Regions from separate parts of the Mus musculus genome. Here regions 1 and 2 are each linked to region 3. Evidence: chromatin contacts called from public HiChIP or PLAC-seq data. All regions are on one chromosome and are shown on one strand. Each heading gives the region's core, a stretch centred on a gene start, on an enhancer-like site or on the middle of the called end of the contact. The rest is flanking DNA. Distances are from core to core; before and after follow the strand shown. Region 1 has its middle 81 kb from the start of Gm33502. Region 2 has its middle 58 kb from the start of Gm33502. Region 3 overlaps Lsg1 (large 60S subunit nuclear export GTPase 1).

The links. HiChIP or PLAC-seq counts read pairs in DNA pulled down with a chosen protein or histone mark.
Region 1: an H3K27ac HiChIP or PLAC-seq map of embryonic stem cells shows a contact between it and region 3, with 6 read pairs. The contact joins two enhancer-like sites. A contact is called at or near these places in 1 of 39 promoter capture datasets (macrophages), 7 of 115 datasets of contacts at active chromatin or transcription factors (the SCID.adh cell line, bone marrow-derived macrophages, double positive thymocytes and 1 more) and 1 of 9 other capture datasets (pancreatic islet).
Region 2: an H3K27ac HiChIP or PLAC-seq map of embryonic stem cells shows a contact between it and region 3, with 5 read pairs. The contact joins two enhancer-like sites. A contact is called at or near these places in 1 of 39 promoter capture datasets (macrophages), 1 of 484 Hi-C or Micro-C datasets (embryonic stem cells), 12 of 115 datasets of contacts at active chromatin or transcription factors (the 230-238 cell line, the SCID.adh cell line, bone marrow-derived macrophages and 5 more) and 2 of 9 other capture datasets (adipose tissue and embryonic stem cells).

The regions. Positions count from the first base shown.
Region 1 is chr16:30,710,925-30,714,312 of GRCm38.p6, forward strand. No RefSeq gene overlaps it. Among named protein-coding and RNA genes, the nearest start is that of Gm33502, 81 kb to the right of the region's middle. Within about 2 kb of position 1,862, at least 2 of the 459 cell types and tissues checked have an H3K27ac peak or open chromatin away from gene starts, as enhancers often do. A contact at or near this core is called in embryonic stem cells, where this site is marked.
Region 2 is chr16:30,733,912-30,737,304 of GRCm38.p6, forward strand. No RefSeq gene overlaps it. Among named protein-coding and RNA genes, the nearest start is that of Gm33502, 58 kb to the right of the region's middle. Within about 2 kb of position 1,565, at least 53 of the 459 cell types and tissues checked have an H3K27ac peak or open chromatin away from gene starts, as enhancers often do. A contact at or near this core is called in embryonic stem cells, where this site is marked.
Region 3 is chr16:30,570,668-30,574,378 of GRCm38.p6, forward strand. It overlaps Lsg1 (large 60S subunit nuclear export GTPase 1), which reads right to left. Exons shown (of 14, transcript NM_178069.5): 7 at 2,526-2,702; 8 at 498-869. Among named protein-coding and RNA genes, the nearest start is that of Lsg1, 15 kb to the right of the region's middle. Within about 2 kb of position 1,789, at least 34 of the 459 cell types and tissues checked have an H3K27ac peak or open chromatin away from gene starts, as enhancers often do. A contact at or near this core is called in embryonic stem cells, where this site is marked.

The DNA.
Region 1 (3,388 bases), core at 612-3,111, 140 kb after region 3:
ACACAGATATTTACATTATGATTCATAACAGCAGCAAAACTACAGTTATGAAGTAACATTGAGAATAATTTTACGGTTGGGGGCTACTATAGCGTGAGGAACTGTATTAAAGGGTCGCAGTATCAGGAAGGTTGAGAGCCACTGCTCTAGAGCCTTGGGTTGGAACTGCCTTTAAAACTCACCCACAGCTTCCTCCTCGCCTTCCTGATGTTGTTCTATGTGCTCATCCCAGCTTTACTGCTTCTTTTCCCCTCCAATCAGCAACTCCTATAATCCAAGTCTTTCGGTCTACAAAATCAGCGCTCTGGATGGCAGCCTCCTATGTCAAGACACCTGCCTTTAGAGGAGCAGAAACCCTCTTTGAGCTCAGATGACTACAGCGGCATTTTCAGAGACCTGGGGAAAAGGCTGTATCTATGACTTTCCTCTTAGTATAGGCCCCTAGATAGTGGGTCAAGCTGCTGCTCTCTCCTGTCCTTGCAGTACAGAGTCGGGATCCTGGGGCACTGCCTGGGATACAGGCATAGGCCACAAGGACTCAGGGTTAGGGACACAGGTTGAGGGCTAGCCTCTCACCTCAAAGAAGCTGAACTCAGTCTCCCACAAGAGACTCTTTCTTCTTCACTCCTGCCTGCCTCTTCCAGGTCAGGAGGAAGGGGTTGGAAGGAAGAGCTCAGAGGTAGCCCCTGGGAGTCATGACTGTGCCATCTCTGTCACCTTGGGTCATTTACTCTTGTCTACTGGGCCCTGTGTCTATATCATTGTCCTGTCTACCTGCCCACTCAGATAGGGACATGAGAGAGTGTTGAGGTGTTCTGTAGAGCAAGGCACAGGCTCAGGTTGAACAGTAAAGCTGACACTGGTGGCCTTTCTGGGGACACCTGTACCCTGGAGGGAGATCTGCAGGGGTGTGGACGTCCAACTTGCCCAACAGGATCCCCCCCTCCTCTCGGGACAGGGCCCAACCTTCTGAGCAAGGTCATACATCCTCCCATGTAGAGAAGAGTGACACCTCTGGCTTCTCTCTCCAGGGACGGAGGAGCAAGTTCACCTGGTTATTGGAAAGTAAACAGTGGTTGGGCCTTGTGGTTCTTCTCATTTCCTGTTGGGTGGGTTGTCTACTGGAGGCCCCACGGCCGATCTCCAGGAATCTTGTGCCCTTGGCCCAGCCATCAGGTCTCTACTTTAAAAGTTCCGCAGAGAAAGGTGTATCCCCCGATCCACAGATCTTTATCTCCGTTTGTCTTATTCCTTTGTCTTTTCTTAGCTGATACAGAACTGGGAAAGATGAGACTTGTTTTAAAAATAACATCTCCTGAGCAAAACAAGGAGCAAGGTGTTTGGAGGTCTCCCTCCTGGAATTTTGAGTCCCAGACCGAATTGGGTCAGGGTTATTTGTAGGCTGCGCCCCTCGAGGGAAAGCTGCGACGGCGCTACCTGCTGAGGCCCCTGCATCTGTTCTGCACAGTCCAAGCATTTAGCTCCTGTTTCTCAGAAGAACCACAGTAGCTTCAGGCCTTTGGCCAGGTTCTGAAGAACAAACAGGGTTTCAGGCAGAGGGAGGGCGGGCGGCAGAGTAGCCGGGCAAGGAGGAGGATCGAATGTAACTGGCTACACTTTCTACGCACGGAGCTTGGTAGAGATGTTGGCTGCTCCAGCTCCCGGCAGTATTAAATGGCAGGATAGGGGTTTGGATCTTATTGTGTTGGGGATATGAAGACTGAACCATGGGAGGCAGAGAGGTGGTGGCGGCAGAAGAGCAGACTGAAGGCCTGGAAAAGGCTGCTGCAGGGACTGGAGTTACAGCCTTGGCAAGGTCACCTTCTGCTCCCTGCCCCTCTCTCCAGTTCCACACTCCTGAGCTCCTCAGAGTGTGTGCCTGAGGCCTGTTCCTTTTGTCTTCACAAACAAGTAAGTGCATCTGTAGCGCCCCCCTCGCTCTCTAAAAGCTCAAGGGTGGCCACCCCACACCCACACTCACTTCACACCATTCTGCAAGCGCCTCTGTCTACCTCAACGGTGTTGCTCACAACTGTATTTTAATCTGCATACAGAGCTCCCATAATTTAGCCAACCAGTTTCTCACTGATGGATATTTCAATTATTTCAAACTTTTATTAATATGAAAGAAAAGGAGACACAGTAGCTGTTCTTAATATTCACTCCTGTGCCCCACCAGGGGATTCATCCTATAATCAGCCACCAAACGCAGACACTATTGCATATGCCAGAAAGATTTTGCTGAAGGGACCCTGTTATAGCTGTCTCGTATGAGGCTATGCCAGTGCCTGGCAAATACAGAAGTGGATGCTCACAGTCATCTATAAGATGGAACACAGGGCTCCCAATGGAGAAGCTAGAGAAAGCACCTAAGGAGCTGAAGGGGTCTGCAACCCTATAGGTGGAACATCAATATGAACTAACCAGTACCCCGGAGCTCTTGACTCTAGCTGCATATGCATCAAAAGATGGCCTAGTCGGCCATCACTGCAAAGAGAGGCCCATTGGTATTGCAAACTTTATATGCCACAGTACAGGGGAATGCCAGGGCCAAGAAGTGGGAGTGGGTGGGTAGGGGAGCAGGGCAGAGGGAGGGTGTACTGGCTAGTTTTGTGTCAACTTGACACAGCTGGAGTTATCACAGAGAAAGGAGCTTCAGTTGAGGAAATGCCTCCATGAGATCCAACTGTAAGGCATTTTCTCAATTAGTGATCAAGGGGGAAAGGCCCCTTGTGGGTGGGACCATCTCTGGGCTGGTAGTCTTGGGTTCTATAAGAGAGCAGGCTGAGCAAGCCAGGTGAGGCAAGCCAGTAAAGAACATCCCTCCATGGCCTCTGCATCAGCTCCTGCTTCCTGACCTGCTTGAGTTCCAGTCCTGACTTCCTTTGGTGATGAACAGCAATGTGGAAATGTAAGCTGAATAAACCCTTTCCTCCCCAACTTGCTTCTTGGTCATGATGTTTGTGTAGGAATAGAAACCCTGACTAAGACAGAGGGTATGGGGGAACTTTTGGGATAGCATTTGAAATGTATATAAAGAAAATATCTAATAAAAAAGAAGAAAGAAAAGAGGAAAAAAAAAGGAGAAATAAACACTAAAAATCCTAAAAAAAAAAAAAAAGTTCACTCCTCTGTACTTACTTTAACATTTATTTTTAGCAGAACACAGATGCTCAAAAACAATGCCTTGGGGGCCAGTGAGATGGCTCGGTGGGTAAAGGAGCTTGTGCCAAACCCAGCAACCCAACTTCTATCCCCAGGTCCCACACGGTGGAAAAAGACAACTGATTTCCTGCAAATTGTCCTCTGACTTCCTCTACACACCTTGGCACATGTGTGTGAGCACACACATACACATAAATAGATAAATATGATTAAAATATTTTTT
Region 2 (3,393 bases), core at 315-2,814, 160 kb after region 3:
CCTCCACGCGCCTAGCATCAGTCCTAAAGTTAGGCAGTTTTGGTTTGAAGGGAGCAATTCATGTCTTAGAAAAAAATTCCTTTATAGGCAAAAATGAATTAGTGTTGTCAGCCAGGAAATATCAGAGTGCCTGTTTTGTTTGTTGGTCATGTTTTTTTTTTTTTTTTTTTTTTTTTTTATCTTGTGATTAGAAAATACATGTGGAGAAAGAGGAACACTCCTCCATTGTTGGTGGGAGTGCAGGCTTGTACAACCACTCTGGAAATCAGTCTGGCGGTTCCTCAGAAAATTGGACATAGTACTACCGGAGGATCCAGCAATACCTCTCATGGGCATATATCCAGAAGATGCCCCAACTGGTAAGAAGGACACATGCTCCACTATGTTCATAGCAGCCTTATTTATAATAGCCAGAAGCTGGAAAGAACCTAGATGCCCCTCAACAGAGGAATGGATACAGAAAATGTGGTACATCTACACAATGGAGTACTACTCAGCTATTAAAAAGAATGAATTTATGAAATTTCTAGCCAAATGGATGGACCTGGAGGGCATCATCCTGAGTGAGGTAACACATTCACAAAGAAACTCACACAATATGTACTCACTGATAAGTGGATATTAGCCCCAAACCTAGGATACCCAAGATATAAGATATAATTTGCTAAACACATGAAACTCAAGAAGAATGAAGACTGAAGTGTGGACACTATGCCCCTCCTTAGATTTGGGAACAAAACACCCATGGAAGGAGTTACAGAGACAAAGTTTGGAGCTGAGATGAAAGGATGGACCATGTAGAGACTGCCATATCCAGGGATCCACCCCATAATCAGCATCCAAACGCTGACACCATTGCATACACTAGCAAGATTTTATTGAAAGGACCCAGATGTAGCTGTCTCTTGTGAGACTATGCCGGGGCCTAGCAAACACAGAAGTGGATGCTCACAGTCAGCTAATGGATGGATCATAGGGCTCCCAATGGAGGAGCTAGAGAAAGTAGCCAAGGAGCTAAAGGGATCTGCAACCCTATAGGTGGAACAACATTATGAACTAACCAGTACCCCGGAGCTCTTGACTCTAGCTGCATATATATCAAAAGATGGCCTAGTCGGCCATCACTGGAAAGAGAGGCCCATTGGACTTGCAAACTTTATATGCCCCAGTACAGGGGAACACCAGGGCCAAAAAGGGGGAGTGGGTGGGCAGGGGAGTGGGGGTGGGTGGATATGGGGGACTTTTGGTATAGCATTGGAAATGTAAATGAGCTAAATACCTAATAAAAAATGGAAAAAAAAAAAAGAAAATACAAACTTGGAGTCATCCACCACTCTGCCTGCCATGTGAATGAAGACCAGCCACAGTGGGAGTGGGGAACACTGTAGAGAAGACACCTATTCCTGGTAGCTCCCTAGAAGCTATTTGCTGTTAAAACAAAAAAATGAATTCCTGGAGCAGATTCCAAAATTCCAGGCAAATTTCCTCACTTTTCACCACACGCTATGAGCTCATGTTCTGGAATTTTCCCCCTGTGTGTGTGACCTTCCCTAACCTAGACTGGATGTACGGGAAAGTGCAGGTGGCAGGAACTCTGTAGCCACGGAATTTCTCTCCAGGGGACAACAGCAGGCCTCAGAGGACAGCTGGACAGAGCCCTCCAGGGGGTCTTAATGGAGGTAAGCACCCAGAGCCCAGAGTGACATTCCTGGCTACCCTGAGGTAAGCACACAACTACACTTCCTCAGCCAAGGAAACATATTTGCATATGCAAAAATGCATTCCTGACTTTACAGGTGAATAGCAAGGGCCTTAGGACCAAATACACCAAGCACACTTTGAGCCCCTGATTTTAGGCTCTGCTGGGGAGATTTTAGGTTGCTGATCAGGGAGAGATCCTGGTACTTTCAGGTATCAGATGAGAAAGAGTATTGAGACCCACAGATTTATAGATTCCTCTCAAAAGCTTCCTTCCTTCCAAACTGTGTCCACTCTTGCTCTCTTCCTGGAACTCCACAAACCGTGTCACACTGCTCACTACAACGGTAGCATCCTTCCTTTCTCCTGCCTTACTCTGCCCGCCTCTTTCCTTCACACCGCGTAGCTACTTCCATATACTTTCTGAATCTCATCTTCCTTTGTCAATCTCCTGGACTCCTCCCTCAGTCCCATTCTGGGTCACCCAAACTGTTGCCATGGTCTGCGTGCTGGCTCTTTTCTCTGAAGCCCGACTACCCCTCCCACCACAGAGCATCTCTGGGATTCTTAAAACCCAGCTGTGTCTGCACTGACCTCTGCTGTAAACCGCTGGACTCCCTGGATCAGCTGCAGACAGGCCCCCAACCCCTCCCCTCTCCCCCCAACCCCCTCTAGCTGCTAGCCCCCACAATTCCCTGGGCTCCTGCCCTTACTCTTGCTTTCAGTTTTCACAGGCTCAGGCTTTTCAGGCCTTCCACGGTGTTTGTTTATCTATCCAACTTAGCCCTTGGGGCCCCAATATGATTAAGAAGCTTCTCTTGGGTTTCTGTCCTGGTACTGTCACCTCCTAGAGAGGTGTCATTTATATCTCAGCCTAGTACAGAGAGGGCTTTAGCTTATGAAGTGAGGAAAATACTTCTCAAGGGAACGAGTGAATGAATGAATGAATGAATGAATGAACGAGTGAGCAAATGAATCGTGACTGCTGTGCTTACGATGGTAGCAGAAGGAAGATGCTGAACCAGTGTGAAGTCATCACTTCTGGACACACCAGAGACCACCTGTGTTCTATCACATCACCAAGGTGATAACCGGGCACAAATTCGCACGTATAGACAATAATAACCCTTGTGTCGAGGTTCCACAGTGATCAGTGGAGCTGATGCATGCGAATATGCTTTCAAAATCATAAATGACTGTTCAGATGTGCTAGGGACGTGTCCAGCATCCCTGACGGGCAGAAGCCTCCGAGCTGGTGATTCAGAACAGAAACAAGCATACAGCAGACATAATGGTCCCATCGTCGTGTCATGGGCTGTGTTGTACCCCTCAGCGTCTAGCAGGGTCCCCAGGGAAGGACAAGGCTTCCTTCATACGCAGCCTGGGCCTTTGGCTAGGGAGATTCCAGATGGTCAGAGAAAAGAATAGCCCCTGGACTGACCCAGGGGCCCAGTGGGAACTGGGCTCTGGTTTGGTGCCCTGTGTGTGCACGCAGTGAGGAACTCTGCTTTCTTGGGCTGTGGCTTGTAGCTTTGGAGCCTTAAAAATAGCACTATAAGGATATTTTTAGTGCATTATCCTGAGGCGTGGCTGACTCTTGTGGGGCTGCGTGTGACGCCTGAAAATAGCTTTGGTCTGTTTGCAAGTGATTCAGACAGCTGGTTCAGAGCTTCGGTAAATACACAAACAAGTGGG
Region 3 (3,711 bases), core at 539-3,038:
GTAGAGCCGGGCTGTATCCTTTACAATTAGGCCATATAGCTGCGATAGCAGCTACCCTTTCCATTTTTGTTATCTTTATACAATAAAAGTATCTGTCATAGTTTGTCTGGCCAAGGCTGGGATTCTCCCTAACTAACGGCATCTGAAACAGCATAAGCTGGCAAGGATGCCAGGATGTCTACAGAACACCGCACTGAAGTCTGGCAATGTCAAAACCTGTCTCATTCTCACCTCTCAGCAACGGATGTGACAAAGACCTGAACTGGAAGGAGTCTATAGAACACATTTAATATAAACATGTGTGGTGACAATATAACCCTGAGATGTTCCCTTTGAGTCAGACCCTGCCCCTCCACTGCCTCACCCCATGATACCTTCCCTGTGTCTTCCCTGTGGTGCAGAAGCCTGCCTGACTGTGTGGGTCCACCTGTAGCTGTGGAAGGACAGGGACTGCTGCAGGCTCTCTCATGTGCTGGCTTCAGTGTCCTTCATCTTACCAGCCCAACAGTTAGCTGTCCATCTTTCACTTTCTTTCCAGTGTGGAGTTTCTTAAAGAGTTCCAGTAATTCCTGTTTCGACACCAGGTAGCTATCATTGTTCACTTGTTGATTTTCTGCGTTTTTTCTGTTCTGAGTCTCAGAATCCGCATTACAGCCCTCCTCCTCCTCAGGGACGCTGTCTTCTTCTGAACACGTCTGCCAATCTTCCTCTTCGTCCTCCTGACAGTCCTCATATTTGCTGTCACCACTGTCACTTGCGGACTCCTCACTAAGCGAGATCAAGTCTCTGTGTGGGATTTCATTCGCATCCAAACTGGAGCTTTCAGACTCTGTTTTGTTGGTGTCTCCAGCAACACTGTCTACTTCCTCCTGATGAAGTGACAGAAACCACAAAGCTTCAGACCTGTGTAACCGCACTTTACACACAGAGGCTAGTGATGGAAGAACAGGAAATACTATGCTGGAGACCAGCATATGGGCAGGCAAGCACATAGGTGGACATCAGCAGATGCCCCTAGCAGGGCAGACCTTCACTTCTGTTGCTCTGTTGCTGCAGAGCTAAGACTGAGCCCAGGGGCTTTTGCATATGAAGCAAGCAGTACACCATCCCCAACCTTGTTCTGATTTTATAATTGTTTTAAATATGTCAAAAAGTACCAAAGTCTTTTGATCTTAAGTAAAAAAGAGCACAGACCCCTGTGTGTGAAATTCAGAGGCTGCAAAATTTCATTCTAGATTGGTGATGACCATGATAATAGACAGGAGCTCACTATGTAGACCAGGTTGTCCTTGAACTCAGAGATTTGCCTATCTCTGCCTTGCAAGTGCTGGGACTAAAGGCAAGCATCACAACACTTGAGCCGTCATGCTTGAAAGCAAACACTTTAACTCCCCGAGTCAAGTTTCTAGCTAGGTTTCCATTCTAGAAATCTCAATCTTTCTGTATGTCCCTTAGCAGGCATGTGGGATAAACACTGTGCTCCATTATCCATCAATGTTAGTGGTAATCATAACAGAAATGGATAAGCACCAAGATGAGAGCCCCAAAATGGCATCTATGAGGTAGCTGAGGGCAAGAACTGAACACTGGCAGAGGAAGAAACCAAGACGACAAAGAACAAACCCTCAGATCAACAACTGGAGCTAGCTTAGTGTCACTGTAGGGAAACGGCTTCTGACTTTAGAGATTAAAGCTGCCTGGCCTTGGTGCCCTGCCATTGCTGGAGGCAAACTTTTGCATGCCTGGGCAAGCACTGTACCACTGCTAGGCCCTCAGCACTAATTAGCCACTGACAGATAATGTGACCTTCCAACAGGGAAACGGAAGGAGGGAGGGATTTCTTTCACTGGAGTGTAGAGCTCAGTAAATAATGAGTTCATCCACGAGAGGGGGTTGTATTCACAGATCTCCCCCCCCCCCCCCCCCAGACAGGTTTTCTCTCTGTAGCCCTGTCAGTCATGAATTCACTATGTAGATCAGGCTGGCCTGGAACGCATAGAGATAGTCCAGCATGCACATCACCTATATTAACACCCATTAAAAAGCCAAAAGATAAAAGAAGAGGGGAAAATATCACTTCTAAGTGTCTTCTAAATATCAAAGATACCAGGACTGATTTTTTAATAGACTTTAAGTTTTAGTAAAACTTGGTTAAAGATAAAAGAAATTGCCTACACTCTTCAGTTGTACCCTGTGCACTGTGAAGTTTCTCTTAAAAGCAAATTAATAATTAAAAAAAAATATGAAACTTCTTAGACAACTTCCTGAAGATTAAAAAAGTTAAGGTCTCAGATGCGAAAGAGTATACGGTACGGCATGAAAGAGTATATGAAATCACAAAGTATCCATGTGGTCTGGTTACAGATTTTTAAATATTTTTATAGGCTCTCCTGTAATCACTGAACTGGGGGGAGGGGAATCCCCAAACAAAGTAATCCTTACAAATCACCAATATAAACAAAACACATTAGTCAGAAATAAGGCAACCCCAAAACCCACCTTGAGAAAGGCCCCCAGCCCATTACCTTCAAGTCACCATTTAGGTGATCAGTTTCTGCCAAAGCTGACCAGAAGATAACCTTTACCCCTTCCTTTTCAAAGTGCACAGCCCAGGCAAACCGCTGCTCAGCAGTCAGCAAGTCTGCCTTGTTTATCAGGATCACGTTCTCCTTGGCAGCATCGATCTCTTTCACGTAACACTCCTATAAAGACAGACATTTCCAGTCCTCAGACAACAGCTGGGCTCATCAGCACCACAGATTCCCAATTAAAGCTGAATCAAACCCCAACCCCAAATCACTTTCTTTTTTGTAGTTGTTTTGTTTTTTTGAGACAGAGTTTCTCTGTGTAGCCTTGGTTATCCTGGAACTTAACTCTGTAGGCCAGGGTGGCCTTGAACTCAGAGATCTGTCTGAGTGCTGGGATTAAAGGCAAGCAACATTACTACCAGGCTTAAATCAATCTCTCTCTCTCTCTGTCTCTGTCTCCCCCCCCCCCCCCCTTGGTTTTTCGAGACAGGGTTTCTCTGTGTAGCCCTGGTTGTCCTGGAACTCACTCTGTATACTAGGCTGGCCTCGAATCTGCCTGCCTCTGCCTCCCGTTAAAGGCGTGAACCACCATTACCCGGCTTAAATCATTTTCTTTAAAAAAAAAAACTATTTTTGTGTGTATACATGAACCTACACATGCTCTACCATGTATGTAGAGGTCAGACTTTGGTCACTAGGCTTGTGCAGCAAGTTCCTTTAACCTGCTGAGCCATCTCCAAGGATGTCCTTAAATCACTTTCTAACTCAAAGATTAGAGCTTTTGATGCTTCTACTAACTGATCCTCTCTGTGAGCTCTGAAAAAAAGTCTACCATTAATATTTTTTGCTGTTCATGAGTTGAGAGAAACCACTATGGTCTTCACATAGAAAAATGTACACCGCACATATGCACCATGAGTTCAATTGGATCACGTCATTTTCAATAATCCTTACGCCTAACACTGTATTAATGAGCTTAGTTCATCTGTAAACTAGTACAGGTGTAGTAAGGTGTGAAGAGAGAACTCTGGAGTGGATTAAACAGTGACGGGAATATCCTGAGGAAAAGCAAATGCCATTCTGACTTGGCTCCTGAAGACAAGAGACCAGCAAATGGCTAGCATGAAAGGGCCTGCTAACCAGCAGCTAGAACGTGGATTCCAATGTCTATGCTCTCTACAGA